Regions from separate parts of the Rattus norvegicus genome. Here region 1 is linked to region 2. A link is a contact called in public Hi-C data. All regions are on one chromosome and are shown on one strand. The core of a region is the stretch at or near the end of the contact, and the rest is flanking DNA. Distances in the headings are between cores, read along the strand shown.

The links. A called contact is a pair of places that touch in the nucleus more often than the background predicts.
Region 1: a contact with region 2 is called in a Hi-C map of prefrontal cortex, with 8 times the contacts expected there. The contact joins the promoter of Reg4 here to the enhancer-like site in region 2. A contact is called at or near these places in 11 of 12 Hi-C or Micro-C datasets (the Rat2 cell line, Schwann cells, frontal cortex and 6 more) and 1 of 1 datasets of contacts at active chromatin or transcription factors (oligodendrocytes).

What each region holds. Positions count from the first base shown.
Region 1 is chr2:188,505,837-188,511,600 of GRCr8, reverse strand. Reg4 (regenerating family member 4) reads right to left here and starts at 3,917. Exons shown (of 6, transcript NM_001004096.2): 1 at 3,871-3,917; 2 at 1,587-1,758. The coding sequence starts at 1,653.
Region 2 is chr2:188,205,845-188,211,500 of GRCr8, reverse strand. Sec22b (SEC22 homolog B, vesicle trafficking protein) reads right to left here. Exons shown (of 5, transcript NM_001025686.1): 5 at 1,936-2,747. The coding sequence ends at 2,593. LOC134485662 (a long non-coding RNA gene) reads left to right here. Exons shown (of 2, transcript XR_010063892.1): 2 at 1-1,683. Among named protein-coding and RNA genes, the nearest start is that of Sec22b, 20 kb to the right of the region's middle. Within about 2 kb of position 1,425, at least 9 of the 93 cell types and tissues checked have an H3K27ac peak or open chromatin away from gene starts, as enhancers often do. A contact at or near this core is called in prefrontal cortex, where this site is marked.

The DNA of each region.
Region 1 (5,764 bases), core at 2,668-5,167, 300 kb before region 2:
TGAGAAACCCGCACCATTATTATGATAACAAAGTGGAGTATTTCTGAAAATATTAGCCAGATGCAGTTTCCATTGTCTCTAAATGTTTCTCTGTTTCTCTTCACTGAGCCCCAGGCAGCTACAGGCCAGGGCAAGGAGCCATTGAGCAGACAACAGAGCTATGATCTTGGCCATCAGCCTCTGTTGAAAGAAAGAAAGACCATTTCTAAGCTCTCCCCATCTACTTTAAGTACAAGATTAGAGTTTTTTCCATAATCTTTTGTGCAAAGAATATATGGGATCTGTCTTAGGCACAATTCTCAGGAATGCAGCAATAAACAAAAAGGTTTTCTACAGCTGGGAGGAAGATCTGTCTGGAAAAGAGCCATGGAAGGGCCTGTGCTATATGTTTTGGCTCTATTCTCCTCCTGGGGAGAGACCCAAAGAGATTAGTGAAGTCCTGGGAAGGGGTTGGAGAGTCTTATCTCATTCTCCAGAATATAGCCAGGGTCAGTGTCAAGCCCTTCAGGGAAGCCAGAGGTCAGGGCAGCCCCCCACCCCCAGGAGCATACAGACATGACCGTAAGGCGGCAGGGACTGGGGGAAGTTCCCAGTGTTCTCTACATTCTTGCAGCGTGCAGAGCGGTGGTTGAATCCCCTGGGTCCCGAGCAGCCATATGTGGAGAGAGAACTGATGGCTGGGGGCAGGAGTGGGGTTAGGGGCAGTGAGTATCATACAAGGCCAAGTGGAGGGTAGGCTATGGGGACCACAGCCTTCAGCCGATGCCCAAAAAGTTCCACCTGTCTCCACCTCTCTCCAAGCTTCCTTGAATTAATTCATCCTCTTGGCAAAGTCCATTCAAGAACTTTTAGGCCTCAGTGGATCTTTTGCTGGCCTCTTCTCTCAACAGAACTAATTTTCAAACAAGCAAAGCTGGTTGCTTGAAGGTCCTGCTACCTCTAACTCCCAGTGAGGGTACAGGCTACTATGGGAGGCGACCAAGCCTAGGAGCTGGGGCGTCAGTGTGACTTTTGGCAAGCCTGTCACTCTCTGCCCTCGCTTTACTCACAGATTCAGCAGAGCAGTTACCTCAGAGGACCTCACATTTCATATCTTCCCATTCCACATACTCTGGTGATTTTTCTCAGCACACTCAACCTTTCCTCGCCCTGCTTTCTCTGTGGAGATTTCATAGCTCGCTGGCACACTCCCTGTCCTTATATTGGCCTATGCGTGTACTTTCTCTGCAAATAGCTCTGCCGGTCCCTGGTAAACAGGACTTTGTAATATGCTCAAATAAGACAACAGTGTGTAAATGTTTGGACATTGTGATTATAGCTATGAGCTACAGACAGCCTGAGGCCTGTCTGGTTCTTTAAACAGGCTCTCCACTGCTCACAACAAACTCGAAAACTTGATTCTGCAATCCTTGACTTAAGTGTGGCTTCCAACCATCTTGGACTGGCTCTTGTCTGACTGTCGCAAGATTTTGCATTTTCATCTTGATATTCTTTCCTGGAATTCCTGAGCGGGTGAGTGGACAGCATACTGTGTGTGCTGTGTGCTCACCGCCTGTGGCTGCCTTCCAATAACTGACTGAACTTACCACTCAGGACTTCAGGGCCAGCTACCCAGCTCAGCAGAAGGAGTAGCCTCACGCATTTGGAAGCCATCTTCCTCTTTTGATGGAGACAATACTTCGACGCTTTGATTTCAAGGTCCTTGCGGCCTATTCCAGCTTTTTCTTTTTCCTTTTTCCCCCCTGGATTCTCCTAGACCTGCAATTTGAACCAACGAGAAGGATACTGGAACTTAGCTACCACATCAAACTATTTTCAGGTAGATTAACGTTTTACAGCAAAGTTTTCAATCTTAAGTTTAGTGTAAGGATTACTGACACTATGGGATTTTACTTTTCCCTGCAAACCCTTCTAGACCAATGCCAGAGCAGTCGGAGAAGTCCTGAGTGGTCAGAGAGTTCCCGAACTACCCAGAATTCCTGGCTATCTCCAGGGCCGTCAGCAGAGGGCGACCTGGGCACATTTCCTCCCAGGTGATACTAGGCCTTCTGAAGTCCAGAAAATGAAATGAAGTGGTTCCAGCACTGAGATAATTTTTTAACATTGAAGGTAAACAGATGGCCCAAATACAGTTATAGATTAGAAAGTGGGCATCATTACAACGACTGGGCGTCATTAGCTCACACACCAGCTGTTCACCAAATCTGACTCTTAGCCTTGTTTATATCACTTAAAGAAAAAAGAAAGAAGCTTTGCTAGTCTCTCTTTTCATTATCAAAAAACTTAAAAATCATTCAAACATCAACACAGACCAGGAGATATGAAGTGATCCATCTCCCAGAGATAAGCAGTTTGGGGCAGGCGCCTGCAGACAGCATCCTAGGTACTGAGGTATTGTCTTACACAAACCAGATTACCCTGTCTTGTACCAGGCCACTTCTCGGACACAGACTGGCCGCAGAGAGCGCTCTTGCAGCCGCAGCAGCAGCTCTTTGTCTGGTTGCTTTTCCGTTTGGTATGAACTCATGTGTCCTGCTGCATTCGCAGAGTAAGCCCGCTGTCTTCTGAAGACTTAGCTGCCCACTCCTTTGGTAGACCTCAACACCATTGCCCTCCTATCCCATGATGCTCAAGTTTGTCAAAAAGTGCTGTGGACTCAGTTTTTAAAAAGAACGTTTTTGCCCCTATCTAAAAGCTACCAATGAAGTGGAGCACAAACGATATAATTTTTATCTACTTATAAGTTATATAAGTAAAAATTATATACTTTTTAACATTTCTCTTGTGATTTATCAGTTTATAGCTTTGTACATTTTTCTATTTGTTGGGTTCTCTTCTTTTTGATGATTTGTGAGGCTGTTTTTTTGTATATTTAAGCCTCCCAGCGAAGTCACTAATGGTGTGTCTCAGTTCATATTTTTCTCTCATTTATGTTTTTTTCCATTCTGAGGGGAGACAGACAATTGTACCCCTACAATTTTGGGTGTCCAACAGGACCCCCAAAAGCTCTACTTCTTTCTGCCTCCTCGACGTAGTCCCTGCCCGTTTGCCAACAAGTGCTGAGCTCTGGGCCTCGTTGGATCTCTTAGCGGCCTCTTTACAGAAGTGATGCTCCGTTTTTAAAACTGCCTTTGTCCTACACATGCTCTCCTTACAATCGTTGGAATTTCTGTGAGGAACAGAAGCTACTACTATGGTATAAGGTTAGCATAGCCACTCACAGGCCTGCCATTCTTAGCCATGCTTATCAAAGTTCGAAGCAATAGTAGTCTTAAAAAAATAACTATGATAAATGACAAATTTATTGAGTTCTTATTTAACAATGCTCTATGATTAAAAAAAATAATAAAATCTCAAATACTGATGGCTCAGGAGGGCAAATGCCCTCAGGAGGTCATCAACCTTCCCTAAGTTTCACAGCGACCAGTTCCACAGCCACCACAGAACCCAGCACTACTGGCGGCCAAAGCCAACTAACTCTCTTTCAATAGAGCGGAAAGAAAATACACAACCCAGGGCTGAGCAAAGGGTTCAGAGGGTAAAGGGGGCTTGCTGTGCAAGCCTGGTGACCTAGTTCCATCCCTGGGACCCATGTAAAGATGGGAAGCAAACACCAACTCCACAAAGCTGTTCCTTAATGTCTACTCTTCACGCACGCAAGGGCGCATGCATGCACGCACACATACACGCATGCGTACCTGCACAACAATTAATATTGATGAATTTGGAAAAATAAACAATTTAAATCAAACATTACTGTCACAAACTCCCCAGCCAGAGCGACGGACTTGTCGTTTCTGACCCACTAGGTAGCAAAGAGTTAACAGGCGTTCATAGAAAGCCCTCTGTCAGCGCTACAGGGAAGATTACCTGATTGGAACCAAGACTCCGAGAACCCTGCCTTCTTCAGCTTGAGTGGTCCCAGGCGAGATTCCTGCAGCTCTTATACCTTCTTGCCTGAAGCCGTAATGACCTGTTGAAATCATGAAGCAATAGTGCTGTTTACCAGTAATTAACCTTATCGATAGTAAAAAAGCACTAAAGTTATCGAGTGATAACTTTAGAATGGACCCACATTGAGCTTTGTCAAAGCAAGAGCAGAACCCCTCCCTGTGTGCAAACAAAATCTTCTTTTATGTCCACGTTATTAAAATCCACAGAATCCTGTCGTCTGCAAACTGCCATTTGCTGTCCGATGTCCTCACCGTCGCTTGGTTCTGTTTTTCCTCTCCTTTTTATCTCTTTGTGTTGTAGATGACCTCTACCATCCTCTCCTCTCCGGAAAGATGCTAGATTTCTATCCTTGCAGAAAAGATTTGAATTTAGGTCACAACCGATGGCCACATAAACCCATGTCCCCGAAGCGCATGTTATCCCCACCTCCCAGCATGCACCGAGGAGCCTCCCCCTCCCCCTTTGTCTTTCTCCTGTGGAACTGAAGGTACTGAAATCAGGTTTTAACATAGGCAAATTCGGGAAAAATAGCTTACAGTGATAGAATAGTTTATAGCAATTCTTTCTGAGATCATCACAGGAGAGGCTAACTGAAGACCTGTGGGCAACACAGGGCAGGCTTCTCCCAGGCACAGTTAAGAAGCCCAGTGCTGGGGACTAGAGGGATGGCTGAGTGGTTAAGAACAAGAACACCTGGCTGCTCTTCCAGACACCTGGATTAGTCCTTTTTCTTTTTTAAGATTTATTTATTTTATTTATAATAGTATACTGCAGCTGTCTTCAGCCACACCAGAAGAGGGCATCAGATCCCATTCAGATGGTTGTGAGCCACCATGTGGTTGCTGGGAATTAAAATCAAGACCTCAGTCAGTGCTCTTAAGCACTGAGCCATCTCTCCAGCCCCCTGGCTCAGTTCTTAGCACCCATGCCAGGCAGCTCACAACCATCTGGAACTCCAGCTCCAGAGGATCTGATGAGTCTGGTCTGCAAAAGGCCTCTGCACCCATCTGCACACTCCCACACAGACACACACCCCTACACATAATTTTAAAAAAAGAATAAATAAGCCTTAAAAAGGAAAATCAAAGAAATCCAATACCAAGAGAGCAGTGGCCTGCCCTGTTCTCAAGGCTTGTCAGCGGTATACAGAGAACCCCGGCCTCAGTCTAATCTGGGCTTGTTTGCTGAATTCATAATCGTTTTGAAAAATCAAGCTACTTAAAAAGGACATCAAGGCTTGCTTGTCTGTGCAGAGGGTAAGGGATTGATTTGTGCTGTGGGCATCAGACATTGCTCATAGCATATTGTAGAAAAGGCTCTGTGAGGTCCCTTGTGTCTGAAAGCAGCCATGAGGATGCTCAGCTCACTCCAGAGAAGAGCTGTGGCTGCTGTAACTGACTAAGGAAGTCAGGGCTCCCTGCTCCAAGCCTAGTGTTGTTTTCTAGATGCTGCTCTGCCTCTGTCATTGGGTCTTCCCACCTGTGCATAAATTTAACCAGGATCTGAGAAACCAATATCTTCCCAGCTTACTTCCCCAGCACCACCTACCCTCTGATGACACTCGAGAGAGGCAGGCAATCTGGCTCCCACCCTCCTGATTGGGGCTTGAGTTCTGTTCCTCTCTCCCTATCAAACACCAGGGACTTGTTGAACCTCTTGGAGCCACAGTCTCCTGATCTGTATACGAAGGAGGGTATCACTAGGTGATCTTACCCAGTTTAATACTCAGTACCTTTTCCCTTCAGAACTGGATGGGAAAGTCACTGCCACACTGTGTGATAGAGAACCAACTCGGAGCCTTCCACGGCCC
Region 2 (5,656 bases), core at 176-2,675:
CAGATGCCATGATGAAATCCATCAGTTCATATACTTACCTGAAAAATTAAAACGTCAAAACCAAACCCTGAAGCCAAACTGTCTGGCTCAAATCTTGATTCCGATATCCTTTTGCTCTGTGACTTTGGACCATGTTTGAGACTCTTTTGTACCTCAGAGCAAATCTCTTTGTTTGTAGAGTGCTGGCAGCATACTTGAGTAAGTTCCTCTTATCTGGAACCTCTGATCACCTTTCTTGAAACTGGTCTGTTTACTGCCCCCTCCCCTATGGCTCAATTCCACTTCCACACTTCTAATATGTCTTTTTGTGTAGGGCAACCCCTCAGCAGGTGAAGCAATGCCAGTCTAGTTCTCCTGTCTGCTTACCCTGAGCTCAGACGAACCAAGCGTGCCAGCTCTTTCTACATGTCCTTCGCATGCCACATCCTTGTCTGGAATGCTAATCCACTTCTCTGGAAACAAGCCTTCACTGCAGCCACACACTGCTATACTTTCCACTTGTTTCCCTGCTCAGTTTCCTATACCAGCTACTTAGAACACATACCAGAGGCCCATCGTGTCTTCCCTTTGTCCACTGCCCCGGCCTTTACCACATTCTTGTTCCTCTGTTCACCAATTTCCCCTCCCCGAGTTCAGTGCCCCCTGAGATGAGGTAGAATGCGGTGAGAAGAGTCTATGTGGACAAAAGTTAACTCGACGACAAAACTTCACACTGAAGGAAACGTTCTACAAGCATTTATTTCATCGCTGACCACTAAGTTGCAGCATGCAACTCCCGACAGTGAGCTGCCACCGCCCTTCTCAGAGAGGCACCAAGCGCTACGGTGCAACGACTCAGGTTTGCACTACGGTGCAACGACTCAGGGTTTGCAGTCTTACAAGGTTTCTGTTGCCAACATCATTGTTTACGGAGCAAGCCTTTTAAAGACTTAAAAGCAGTTATTCTCTATAAAAAGTCATTTTGTATTTCATGCACAAAACTCTAACGGGTAGATTTATGTTCATAATAGAAGAACGTTTATTCTAGTTCTGTACTTATTAGGAATACAGTAAGCTTCCCCCCAGGTTCTCATAAGGAAGTGAGACTGTTGTCCCCCCCGGAACAGGGCAGCAGTGATGATCCCTAGGGTTAGAAAACTGCTTACCAAAAGTCTTTCCAAAGATGTTAAGTAAGAAGTTGGCTCATTTTCCAGTACAATTTAAAGAAATGTTTGCAGTATGTGCAGGTCTTATAGGTTATATTGTAGCCCCTTGTGATAATAACCAAAAGGCCTATTCTTCCCACTTAAAAAATTCTACCTCAGAAGGGGAAAGGTGAAATCTCCATTATCCCTGAGCAAAAAGGGAAAGAAGTCTGATGTACTCTCATTGGTTATAGGAGTCACACTGTCCACGAGCCATCTGTCTCTAAAACATTCCTGCAGAATTTACATAAGCTGACTCAGGAATGAGGCTGGCTCTCAGAGATGTTCTCCATAAGCTTTGTGAGCATTTGTGTTTGGGTAGCTGATCTGCAGAGATAAGAAATCTAACTAACTACCCTGCTCAGTACCACCACACTCGCAGTCTGTGAAAATCCTACAGGCTATCTGTGGGACAGGAGACCATGAGTTTAAGCAAGTTATGTTGTAAAGAAAGCCAAGAAATGGGAATGCACAGACAGAGTGGGAGGAAGGGGCAGGGCAAAGCCGAGGTCTAAGCTGGGCCTTTCTTCCCCGAAGGCAGGGCCTCTGACCACCCTGTGCCACACTAACTCTACAGAGCCCAAACAGCCCCAAATAACAATGTCCCGAGAGAGTTAGAGTGAACGACGAGGAAGGTGGACCTCTGTAAGTTCAAGGCCAGCCTGGTCTACATGAGTTCCAGGACAACCGAGACTAAAGAGACCCTGTCTCAACAAAACAAAAAAAGAAAAGAAAAACAAACAACAAAGAATAAATGACAGAAAAAAATTCATCCTTTTAGTCAAGCAATACTATATAATTTCAAGGCATATTAATATAATTGATTTAATTCCAAAGCAACTGTGCAATAAGCAAAATATAAAAGAAAAAAAAACAAAAAACAAAAGTTAACTTCCTACAGCGGCCAACACACAGGACCTGTGCACCGAAGCAATTAACCTTCACATACTTTGAGTCTTACTTGAAAGTTAATCACACATGTAACCAACAAAGGAATGTCGATTAAGGTTAGGACTCCCCAAAGGGAAACTCTGACAGAATTTCAGGATGCTGCTAGAATGGGTTGGCTACCTTAAATCTCACTGATGGCTCCATCAGAGAGACCGCCCCATCTCTGCTGTCTCACAAATGTACTGGGGAGGGAAGAAACAAAACAGACAACCTACTGTTCCCTAATACATATGGCTTAGCACCCAGAGAAGGTCTCTGCCCCGGAGACATCCACATGGGTCAAGCTTCCTTAAACGAGGCGCCATCTTTCATTTCAGGACAGGTCTTTTCTTGCAAGGTCTTTAGAGGCAGAAGTTCCACTTGGGTTCTAACACACAGCCCTGTGAGCTCAGTTTCCTGAAAACATACACCTGCTGGGTTCTAGGTTCTCCCTTACTAGTGACGAGGCTTCACTATCTCACAGCCACCAAAACCGCACATACACTATCAGCATGATGAAGAACACGGCTACTGCTGCAAGCTTGGCGTAGGTGGAACGCATGTTCAGGTACTTCGCATCCTGGCGGTATTTCTTAGATAGACTGGACAAATTGTTAGCCTTCGAATCCAATGCTGAAAAGATAAAAACGGGAAACTTTAATTAGACCTCAAGTAGTTTATCAAAACATTAAGGCATAAAAATAACGAACATGACTGGTGGAATAAATAAGCCATGGAGTTTAAACTATGTTTAATAATAAAATAATTGTGTTACCAAATCTGAGTAGGCACACCGACTGTTTAGAGTGATGGTGTCAGCAGGTTAGTAACAGCAGCTCTCCCGCCTCAGTGCGGCGGAGGGCCTGAGCATGCGAGGCACGCAGAGTGAGTGCTCAGCACTACCTGATAACTGTCTGTGGTTTCATTTTTTTAAAGAAAGATCTACTTATTTTTATTTATGTGTACAGGATGCCCTAGAAGTGAGAAGAGGGCGTTGGATCTTGGGGTGTTAAAGTTACAGACAACTGTGAGCCACTAGATGTGGGTGCTGGTAAACAAATTTGGGTTCTCGGCAAGAGCGGCAAGCACGCTTAACCTACGATCCATCTCTCTACCCTTAATTACCCTATCTACACGCTAAGTGGTCTAAATCACATGCAAGAAGACTAGGTAACCAGAAATGCTCAATTAATCTGACACCGAGTGCTAAGTTATACTTTCATGGTGATTGCTAATTCCAAGATTCTTCACAGAGTAAAGACTGTTACAAAATCAAAGCTATTAGATTGAGCATTTCAACACATATGAAAGCTAAACTGTGATTAAAATATAGTCACAGGTTCTATAGAAACCCCAAAACCCCACAAATGTCTAGTAAGTTAAGTCTTAGCATTTCCACAAAGACTGCCCCAATATTTGTGATGTGTTGTCGTCCACATAGCTTAACTATGAAAACAAACATTCCAACTGACACCAAGAATTCTCCTTTTCACTGCTTCCAAATTTTCAATCTGTTTCCTAATCCTGCAGGCGGGTGGTCAGGGATGTTTGGCTGGGACCAGATCTAACTGAGCAACTGAAGTTGAGGGCAGGTGGAGAGGTGCGGAGCTAAGAGTACTGGTAAGGGCGCGCTCTTCCAGGCGGCAGACAGCAGTGCCCAGCAAGGGTGCCAAAGGGACAAGATGAAGTGGAACAAGTGTGTGTGTCTTTCATTTGGGATTCAAAGGAAGCTGGCGGGGGCTGTTCCCAGAGTTAAGGCGGGGTAGCAAAAGCTACGTGCAACAGCTTTGGAATATGTACAGTTACTTAACCAACCGGTTCTGATTGAGAAACGTGGTATTACTTAATATAAGCGCAAGAGGTACTCAATTATCAACTGACACTAGGAATCACAAGAGTGTTTGAGGAGAAGGCACCATGACGGTGCCCCCAGCTGTCCCTCTGGGCCGTCTACCAGAAGCTATCAACTGCTCAGGGGTCTTTTCCTCCCACTTTAGTTTAATTTTTGACTTTATACAAAGTAATGAATTGCATTATCCCTCTAGATATGTGTATCATCATACTATTCATATTTCAACGTCCTCCCTCCCCACTCTCATCGCCCAGTCCCTCATCAGTGCCCTTTCTGTTCTGCTGGCACAGGGCTTCCATTAACTTCCTTCCCCTCTCCCCATCTTTTTAAATTTCTCCCGCTGCTTTTGCAGCGCCATCCGGGGTACTGCTTTCTTGACACATGTGAGAGCAAATATCCAGTGTTTGTCTTTCTGAGTCTGGCTCATTTTTTGTTTAACATAATGACGTCCAGCTGGACAGGGGTTTTACTGATATGTTTACTGGTGAATCCCGAGTACGTATAACAGGGCATACAGCCAGTGCTCAGTAAACATCTGCCATGACCGCCCATTTGAGAAGCCAGAATTTACATCTCCAGTGCATACTTTCTTTTTCCTCCAGAGGAATCTTTGTCTGTCTTAAGATCCTTCCTAAATTTCAATCAAACCCATTTCTTATTCAATTAGAACTCTGCAATGCTGAATGACTCCGTTTGTTAAGAATAAACGGGCGATTTGGACTAAGTTGTGATTTGCTTGCCGAAGGCCGGGGCACTGCTGTGCAGCTAAGGTTATCCCTGATTTGCAGGCCTCCTGCCAGAGTACAGCTGCACCACCACTCCCAGACTGAGACAAGTAACGTTTAAGAGCATCCCTGTGTAGAGGAACCTTTTGAAATACATAGTGTACAAAGACAAGACTCTCCTTAGAGTCATGGGGCAGATTCCCAACACAACAGATGAGATGTGCCAGAGGACAGTAAGAATCTAAGCACCCAGGACTCTGGTCTTTGTGGAACTTGCAGTTCTGCAGAGGTAATACCTTTGAATAAAGAAACACAACCCAGCACTTAAGAAGGGTAATTTGAGGTTGCTGAAATGCAAAAGATTGTGCATTACATGCAAAATGGATGAGCTATAAACACGCATTTAGAAAGAAAACCAGGTAGAGATCAATGTTACAAAAGAAGAAAACAGTTTAAAAATGCTAATCTTTTTACTGTCCTGAAATATACTTTATTCAAATATGTTTTCCCTTACTTAAGATGACTTCTTTCAGAAACTGTTTCCTGCCCATATTTTTCTGCTCCTTCTACATACATTACTACAGCTCTTTTTTTTTTTTGACTCCAGGGACCAATGGATTCTGCTGAATACTAGCAGGGCGTCTGCTGAGCCTCATCTGGAAAAGGTTCCAGATCACAAATGTTACCGACAAAGAGATGTCAATTAATTAATGTCTGTGAAACTGGCCTGATCCGCTTATTTCAGATGAAGGCTGAGTGAGTGTTATGGGAGTGAAATAACACACACACACACTCATGTGCTTGAACTCTTGCTCCCCTGGCTGGGGGCACTATTTTTGGACTATCACTTTTTAGAGATGAGACCTAGTTGGAGAATGTGGGTTCTGATAGGCCCCGGGCTTTTAGTCCCTACTGTACTTCAGGTCTGCTACTCTAATTACACTGGTAAGAGAGGAGGCAAAGAA